Regions from separate parts of the Sus scrofa genome. Here regions 2 and 3 are each linked to region 1. A link is a contact called in public Hi-C and promoter capture Hi-C data. All regions are on one chromosome and are shown on one strand. Each heading gives the region's core, a stretch centred on a gene start, on an enhancer-like site or on the middle of the called end of the contact. The rest is flanking DNA. Distances are from core to core; before and after follow the strand shown.

Region 1 (2,955 bases), core at 281-2,780:
GACAAGTCACAAACTTCCTCCTTACCCACAGTCCTAATCTACCCTAGCATTTCTTAAACAGCATCACTTGTCTAGACTATCCTGTCCACAGCCCAAATCAATTACAGTACTTCCCACGTAGGACTGACACCTCACCCCCATCTTCCTAGGCCTCTCCCCTACAATTTCTACTGGACTCTTTCTGTAACAGGTTTACCTCAAAACAAAACACATTAAGACACTTACCATGCTTCATCATCACAGTTAGAAACCTGACGATGACTTTGGAGCACGGCCTAATAAGAACCTGGCGTTTGCCTCTCTTTTCGGCATTGTTGATGCTCTTGAGGGCATCGGCCAGGACATTCATGCGCACCATTGTGGCTGTTCAGGGAAGACAAAACAGGGGTATTAATGCCATGGCCATTAACAGACACCCAATCATTCCACGGCTAACACATGCTTTTCTTTCTACCTCTATCAAGGTTCCCATCTCTACACAGGCTGGTTCCCTTGTAGCCCCGAAAGAATATGTCACCTACCAAAATGAAAACACCAGCTATGGTAGGCCAGTTAATTCAGAAAGGGAGCAAATGGTCACCATCGATGATTTCCAAATTTCTGAAAACCACCAGGACCTTTACATAAACCAACTCAGTGTCGGCCTCGTCCTAAACATCGCAAGATACCACTTGACTTTCTCCTAACGCCCGTAACTATTAAAACGACTGTACAGGTGCCACCCAAAATTATGCCCCACAGCAAGCATACCATAGTGGCAAGTATGTTACTTGCACCTCATCAGACTCTATCCCAACAGACACGAACTTACCTAACAAAGTTTTGAAAGCTAAGGACAAGGGCCAAAGCATGCTTTCAAACGACAACAGGAGGAGTCCGACCGGCTTCCTCAAGCTCAACAAGTGTCTGGGGGAAAACCTGGAGCCCAGAAGACACCAGCAAACCTCCACCCCAAGCAGGGTGCAATCTTCCCTGCCGAAGGGGCCTCAGACTCCCAAGCTCCCAGCGCGGCCGCAGCAATGGGAAGCTGTACGGCCCATTAGGGTCCCAGACTCCGATACTTCCCGCCAAGGAGGGGCCTCATCTACTAAGGGCGGTACTGGCATCGCCGATCGCGTAGGGGGTCCGGGTCGACCGAACAGTCGAAAAGCTCCGGGTCCAGCCAGGGCTGCGGCCTGCGCCCCACAGCCCGGACTCCCCAGAATGCAGAGCATGGGGCGGCTGAGCATGACTCTCTCCTCCGCCTGCTCAGACCCCCGCGAGGCCAGTATTCCCGGCACAGGAGGCCGCCGGCATCCTCGCAGGGAACCAAGACCGAGCCTCAGACCACAGGATGGCACCGATAGCGAACGGATAAAGTTGGATCGCTCAGAGAAAGATACTCACCGGCACGGAAAGATGGCGGAAAGAGGAAGGGAGGGGCGAGCGCACGGAATTATGGGAAGAGGTCAGGCTATCGCGAGACTTTCAAAGCCCCGCCAAAAACAAAAAAAACAACAAAAGAAGGATTGCCTAGCGGAAGGAGGTGGGTGAACGGGCGGAGTCTCCTCAGGGGTGGGCAGTAGAGAGTGGATGGAATCGAACACCCCAGGCGCTATCTGAGGGAGTTTATAGAAGGGCAACGCTAGCCACCGGATCGATTTCTTTCTAGCAACTAATCTGTTAAAATAAACAAGTGACAAGAGCCTAGATATTTGCACGTTTTTACTGCAATAACTGGTCACCATTTATAAAATTTTGATACTTAAGTATTTACAGTATCTATGGAAGAACCCGCAGAAATGTGTAATTGCCTCTGAGGAGGGCGTTAGGAACTGGTAATGGGAAGAATTGCTTTTTCCCTACAGAAATTCGTTCGGGGTTTTTTCTTGTGTTTGTGGGTTTTTTGCTGCTGCAGCTTGATGTGGGATCTCAGTTCCCAGACCAGGTATTGAACCCAGACAGCAGCGGTGAAAGCACCAAAACCTAACCGCTAGGCCGCCAAGAAACTCCTTAAATTAAAAAAAAAAAGACCTCTTTGAGTTTGCTTGTCATCCTTGCAGAGGAACCATGATAATCTTCTCTGCATGGGTCCAATTTTAGTATAGTGTGCTGCAGAAGCCAGCTCTCCCTTTGTTTCTTGGAAACGTGTATGGATGACTTTTTCAAAGCAGTCAAAAACTTTTCCCGCTGTGCCTCTTGTGGCTGCGGGGGGGCGGATTGGATCCCCGAACATGGCTGCAGTGGGTTAAAGGATACGGTGTTGCCGCAGCGGCGGCTGAGATTCAATTTCTGGCCTGGGGAACTTCCATATGCAGTGGGGGCAGCCATAAAAATTAAAAAGTAAAAAAAAAAATTTAAAAATTGATGCTTCCTTTTGGACTCTCCCTAAATGTTAGAAATTATTGGAGTTTCCAGTTGTGGTGCAGCGGAAATGAATCTGACTAAGAACCATGAGGTTGAGGGTTTGATCCCTGGCCTCACTCAGTGGGTTAAGGATCCAGGGTTGCCGTGAGCTGTGGTGTAGGCCGGCAGCTGTAGCTCCAATTTGACCCCTAGCCTGAGAATCTCCGTATGGCTCAGGTGCGGCACTAAAAAGTCCCCCCCCCCCCCGCCCCCCAAAAAATTGTTTACTGGAGTTTCAGACTTTTCTCTCAGTTCTGAGATAACACAGTTTGGAAGAAAGCCACAAGTGTTTTGAAATAAATGTGCAGCCTCTTAAAGGTTATTGCTAGGGTCAGATGAGCTAAGGTGCCAAAGGGCTCGTCAAAGCCCTGGCATGTGGCAAATACTCAGTAAGTTGTTCCTGAAGTCAGGGGTCTGATCGCTCCAGAGGGAGTGAATTCTAGCTCTGCTCTTTCTGAAGCTGGGTGACCTCAGGCTAGTTACCTAAAATCTGAAACTGCTTCTTTAGCCTTTCCTCCAGGCTTTCCCACTTACCCTCCCTTCTGTCTTTCCCACGTGGCAGTTAGAGTT
Region 2 (2,955 bases), core at 196-2,695, 410 kb after region 1:
ACTGAGTTATCATGGAGACAAAATGAGATACAGGAAGCAAAGTAGCTTTATAAATGAAAAAGAATCACAACATTATAAATCAATACTTTTAAAAATGGAAAAAAAGAAGAAGAATTCTGTCATTGGCTCAACAACAGAGCATTAAAATTCATGTTCAACAATCCTCTGGGTTTTGCCTGCACTCACACACTTAAAAATAAAACTGAGGCTCACTGCTAGAAGCTCTCAAATGCATCATTTTATATTCGTGTTTTCCCAAAATGTGAAACACATATCAACGATGTGTGACTTCAAATGGTTTATGGGACGATCTTAAGTGGCTATGCACATGCATTAAATAACACTCATGTTATTTAGTTATTCTCTTCCAATCCTTTTGCTTTCATCAACGAGGCTGTAAAGGTGACATAACTTGAACACTTCCTAACGCTTGTTAACCTCCCATTCTTACCAGAAAGACAGGTTCAAGCCTTGGTAGGCAGCAGTATCTAATACAACAACTTGTGTTCAGCGTATTTATTTTTTTTACAAGTACTTTACTTGGGACGTGCGATCCTGGTTCTCCGCTTACCGTAAAGATAGGGTTTCCGTGAAATCATTTAATTTAAAAACAGAACACGGTTTAATTTTTTAAAAAGTGATAAAAAATACAAGTGGTACTGCGATAATGCAACCATCCTGAAGGTGGTAGACGAATGACTTAACTTCCAGAAAACGACCTCACAATTTTGAGGCCGCTGGGACGAAATGAGGAGAGGAGCCAGGATCCAAGCCCAAGTCTCTCTCGATGCTCCACCAATTTCGTGCTTCTCAAAATATGCAAATGCATACGAAGCATTCGAAGGGCTAGTTAAAATACAGACATGGCGACTCAGTAGGTCAGGCGAGGGACCTGAGAAACCGCATTTCTACCAAGCTCCCTTGGGGAGCTGGGAAGAAGCCGACGCTGCGGATTATGGGAATACACCCACCCATGGGACGCTAAATTTTCAAGGTCGCCAACTTTGCTCAGCCTGGAACGCCGACCACACCTGCAGTGACGTCAGAGAACAGGTGTGCAATTAGGTCATTCCCCCAACCCGCTAACCCGGAACCGGCACCACAGAGCGTCACATCAGAAAACCACTCTCTTCCCGCCCAGCGGGCCGGCGACACATTACAAGCCTAGCCCTGCTTTTCCGCTCGCGCTCGGTCGCAGTCCCGTGACGTATAAACGTCTACGCCGTGACCTCTCCGACCCAAACCTCAGGAGAAAAGTTCATTGCTCGCCAGCCCAGCGCGGGGCAGCCATCGCTCTCACACTTTACCTGAAAGGGGCCGCGGGGCCCCCGTGCGCGGAAGCCACAAGCAGCGAGCCGCCACTGCCCCGGCGTAGCTCATGGCCCCGCAACAGGGTACCCACTCCTTGAATAGTGAGCCCAACTTGCCCTCGGCACTGACTGATGACGTACAGCTGGCGTAAGGCAGATGCAGCCCGCCTCTGCGTAGGTGGAAACGCCCCTAAGCGCCCAGCTTCCACTCGATTGGTTGGGAGTGTCAAATGGAAAGATCCTATTGGATCTGACCATTATCAATCACTCAGGAGCCCGGTGAAGGGTTGCCATGGAGATGAGAACGCTAAATTGTTCTTTAGAAGATAGCGACAGGATTACTACCTAACCTCCGTTCCTGGGAAAGAGGACCGTGAGGGAATTATTTACTGGCATAGCCATCATATTTTATGCTTTACCAGCATAGGAGACTTTTCTCTATTTGTAGCCTTTATCCACTTCCAGAAATTACATTCTGGAATTCAGTTCACTGCATGGTATCTCCAGGTATTTTGGGGGTTGACAGACGATTTTAAATTTCTTCTTAGCCCTTTTCTCTATTTTTTAAATTTTCTACAAAGAACATTATTAATATTATTATATCCACTTTACTGTTAGTGTGAACGTATTGATGCAAATTGGTTTCTTGACGAGAGGGCTGGGGAGGTGAGATTTAGCAACGTATTTCATAATTTTTTTTTTTTTCTTTTGGCCGCCACACAGTATATTAGCGCTCCCGGGCCAGCGATCAGATCCGGGTGGCAGTGGCGACCTTTGTTGCAGCTGTGGTAATGCCAGGTCCTTTAACCCACTATGCCAGGCTGGGGATTGAACCTGAGTCCTGGCACTGCAGATATCAATACCGTTGAGCCACAGCAAGAACTCCACGTATTTCACACTTCTAAAAGTTATTCACCAGTTCCCTGGTGGTCTAGTTGTTGGGACTCCTGGCTCTCACCACTGCGGCCCAGGATTCAACTCCTGCTCTGGAACTGAAATCAAAACTATATCCGGTCTGTTAATGTAGACTCATCAATTGTAACAAACCGTAGCACTCTGGGGGAATGTGGCAGCAGAGGGTATATAGGAAATCTACTTTCCTCACTTTTGCTGTGAACCTAAAACTGCTCTAAGAAAATAAACTAAGAAAAAATTTTGGTGGACATTTTAATAAATGCATATCCATTGATATAGCAATCCTCCTTCTACAACTCTATTGAACAGAAATAATTTTTTGAATGTGTAATCTGTATGAGGGCCAAAAAAAATCAAAGATGCACATCTGGAAGGATGTATAACAAAATGTCCAGTAATGGTAACTTCAGAGGGTTGGAGGTGAGAAGGGGGCTTTCATGTTCTACTTTACACCTTTGGATTATATGTATCTTTTATCCAAGTTATTGCAAAACATTTAAGGCGTTCCCAAGTGGCTTAGTGGTTCAAGGATCCATGTTGTCACTGCCGACTGCTGTAGTGTGGATGCCATCCCTAGCTCAGGAATTTCTGCATGCCTTGGGCATGGGTGGGGCCAAAAAATCCCCACATTTAACATACACTGCCATTGTAAAGTAATTGAAGTTGCTAATTGTTTTCAAATTACTTTAATACAGTGCAGGAATTTAATAGTTTATGATCAACTCTTATA
Region 3 (2,955 bases), core at 173-2,672, 370 kb after region 1:
CCGGCGGTGCCTTGAGCGCGCACACGAAGCAGCCGTGGACCGCTGGGGCCAGCTCGGGCTCCGCGCCCAGGCTCCGAGGTTCCAGCGCCACCAAGGGCGGGAGGCGCAGCGGCACCAGCACGTCGAAGCTGTCGGGCCGGCGAATTTTATGCTGCTCGTAGGCGCTGCCCACCTGAATGAAGTCTCCACGGAAGGCCAAGGCCAGCGCTCCCCCTGGGATGGGGCCTGGGGACCCCCGGGCGCGGCCAGCCCGCACCAGCTCGCCCACGATCCGGCTCACGTGTGCCTTGCTGTGGCCCAGCACGTGCGGCGACAGGCGCACCTCGTGCTCATAGTAACTCTCCAGCAAGATGTCGAGGCTGGGCTCTCCGAAGTGTCCAGGAGAAAAGGCCGAGTGGCCCCCCAGGCGGGGAGATCCAGGCAGGAAGCGCTGCCGGACAGCGTGGCGACAGCGCAGGAGGATGTAGCCGAGGAGGAGCAGGACTGCCACCTTGAGCAGAGGGAAGCCGCCGTCCGCGCTGTCGGGGGGCTCGGCCCGGGCGCCCCCGCTTCCTCGCAGGACATGGTAGAGGCACACGAGGGCGGTGCACAGGCCGGTCACCAAGGGCCAGAAGACGCGCAGATTGAGGGTGTAGTGCACCGACATGCCGGGCGTCCGGGGCAGCGACTGCCGAGCAGCCCAGGGCGCGAGCCCGGGCAGCGCCCCCAGCCCAGCATGCGCGCAGCGCCCGGGCAGCCCCGCCGTCCGGGTCTCCTTCGTCTCCGCGGCGGCGCTCCCGTCGCAGGGCGGGGGAAAGCCACCCTCCAGCTCGGCCTCTTGTCCCAGCTCAAGCGTTCCTTCCAGCTGCGGCCCTCTCTACACGCCCCGGCTCCCGGCCGCGCCCTGCTCCGGCTGCGCGCGGCGTCCGGCCCGGCGGCGCTCCCCGCCCCGCGCCCCGGCGCGCCGCCCGCGGCCAGCTTCTGGTCCCGCCGCGCTCGCCTCCGATCCCGGGCCGCCCTCCCGGCGCCGCTGGGCCCCCGGGGTCCCCCGCCGCTCCGCTCTGAGCTGGTTCCCGTTACTCGACCCGGGAGTTTCCTCTTCCGAGGGAAGGCGAGGCCGCGCCAGCTAGCGGGGAGGAAATGCCGGAGTCCGGAGCCGCGCGCCGAGCCGGCGGGCGGGGTCGGCCCCCTCCCGGCCTCCGCCTTAAAGCGAGGAGGGACTTAGGGCGGGGAGGGCGGCGGGAGCGACTTCAGGACTTGCTTCCAACCAGCCTCCCGCGGGCCACCCCTCTCCTGCCTACCCTAAGGCCGAAGTAGGCAGGCTCTCATTGGAGGCTGATGGCCTGGTCAGGGGAGCTTCTGGAGTTGTAATCAAAGTTACACCGGGAAGTTGAAAGGAGGGGAAAAAAAGAGCGCACAACCAGACTGTCCAACCCCGGCTCCGCCTCCCCCCACCTCCTTCCCCCCAACCACTCCCCCTCCCTCCATCCTGCCTCCCGCCCCCAGCAAGTCGTGGTGGCGTGGTGTTGGTGGCGTGGCAGGCCTTGGAAGGGAACAGCCCCTGCCAGTGCGCTGCTGTCTTTTATTCAAACCAATAGCTACTGAGACTAGGAGATTAGGTGCCCGGGAAATAGCAGTTGGCAAAATAGGCAGTTTCTGCCGTTCTTAAAGCTTAGAGGCTTTTTTAAAAAGGGGGAAAAAGACAGGAGTTCCCGTCGTGGCTCAGAGGTAAAGAACCCGACTAGTCTCCATGGGAACATGGATTCCATCCCTGCCTTCACTCAGTGGGTTAAGGATTCAGCAGCTACCCTGATCGTTGGCCTAGGCCAGCAGCCGCAGCTCTGATGGGACCCCTAGCCTGGGAACTTCTATATGCCACGGGTGCAGCCTTAAAAAGCAAAAATAAATAAATAAATAAAGGAAGGAAGGAAGGAAGAGAAGGGGACCCACAGCAGAAAATGCTCTGAAAGAAACAAAACCGTGTGAAGAAGTGAGAAGGTGGAGGTCGCCCACCTCCACCAGCTAGAGGCTGTCTGTAGGGTGACCCTTGGTCTGAGACCTCAAAGAGGGTGAACCAGCCTTGGTGCAATAATTACGGCCTTTACAAAGGTCCTACTGTGTGCCAGTACTGTACTAATCACGTAGCACATAGGCACTCACTACTCAGTTCATCCTAAGAAGGGGATCCTATTATTGTCCCCATTTTCCAAGTGGCGAACCTGGGGCACATGCATGTTCAGCCTTTGCCCAAGGTCACACAGCTTTCAGCAGAGCTGTGCCTTGCTCACAGGCACCTGGCTCCAGAGATGTCAGGAGGCAGGACTCAGGGACCAGGGAGTCCCTTCCTCAGCTGCTGGGAAGTGTCCTTTGTCAGGCAGGACCTGCACAAGGACCTTCTCAATCTAGGAAACTTTGTTTTGTTATGTTTCATTTTTGGCTGCCCCCGAAGCATATGGAAGTTCCCAGGCCAGGGATCAAATCCAAGAGGCATCTGTGACCCACATACACCACAGCTGTAGCAACGCCCCGTCCTTAACCCACTGCACCACAGCGGGAACTCCTAGGAAGCTTTGCTTTGTTTCATAACAGGGAGTACTCTCTGCATTTATCTGCAATTATCTAACTATTTGGATTTATTTAAATAATTGTCTTTACTTATTTACGGTCGCTGCACCTTCCTTGCTCCCACCAGCAATTAAGGAGACAAGAGTCAATGCATGAAAAATGTCAGACCCTAAATACCCTCTGAGATTCAGTACTCCAAGGATGACTCCTGGCTTAAGAACCAAGATTATGCCCAGGAAAGCCTCTCCGAGCTAAGCAGACCTGAGTGTAGATCCTCATCACCACTGCTACTAGCTGTGAGCTCAGAGTCTATTAATCTGCATTCTTGGGTTGCAGGTGACAGAAAGCATTTATTGTGTCATGTAACCGAGACACCCACGGAGATCCTACTTCAGCATGGCTGGATCTAGA

The links. Promoter capture Hi-C pulls out the DNA fragments that hold promoters and counts their contacts. Hi-C and Micro-C count contacts between places; a contact is called where the count stands out from the background.
Region 2: a Hi-C map of liver shows a contact between it and region 1, with 5 times the contacts expected there. The contact joins the promoter of COQ7 here to the promoter of RPS15A in region 1. A contact is called at or near these places in 2 of 5 promoter capture datasets (fetal liver and liver), 6 of 47 Hi-C or Micro-C datasets (embryonic fibroblasts, liver, psoas muscle and 1 more) and 1 of 2 datasets of contacts at active chromatin or transcription factors (skeletal muscle).
Region 3: a contact with region 1 is called in a promoter capture Hi-C map of liver, with 4 times the contacts expected there. The contact joins the promoter of ITPRIPL2 here to the promoter of RPS15A in region 1. A contact is called at or near these places in 1 of 5 promoter capture datasets (liver), 1 of 47 Hi-C or Micro-C datasets (embryonic fibroblasts) and 1 of 2 datasets of contacts at active chromatin or transcription factors (alveolar macrophages).

The regions. Positions count from the first base shown.
Region 1 is chr3:26,775,236-26,778,190 of Sscrofa11.1, reverse strand. RPS15A (40S ribosomal protein S15a) reads right to left here and starts at 1,530. Exons shown (of 5, transcript XM_021086554.1): 1 at 1,387-1,530; 2 at 226-363. The coding sequence starts at 358.
Region 2 is chr3:26,364,496-26,367,450 of Sscrofa11.1, reverse strand. COQ7 (5-demethoxyubiquinone hydroxylase, mitochondrial) reads right to left here and starts at 1,445. Exons shown (of 6, transcript XM_021086541.1): 1 at 1,308-1,445. The coding sequence starts at 1,380.
Region 3 is chr3:26,402,327-26,405,281 of Sscrofa11.1, reverse strand. It overlaps ITPRIPL2 (inositol 1,4,5-trisphosphate receptor-interacting protein-like 2), which reads right to left and starts at 1,422. Exons shown (of 2, transcript XM_021086544.1): 1 at 1-1,422. The coding sequence starts at 646.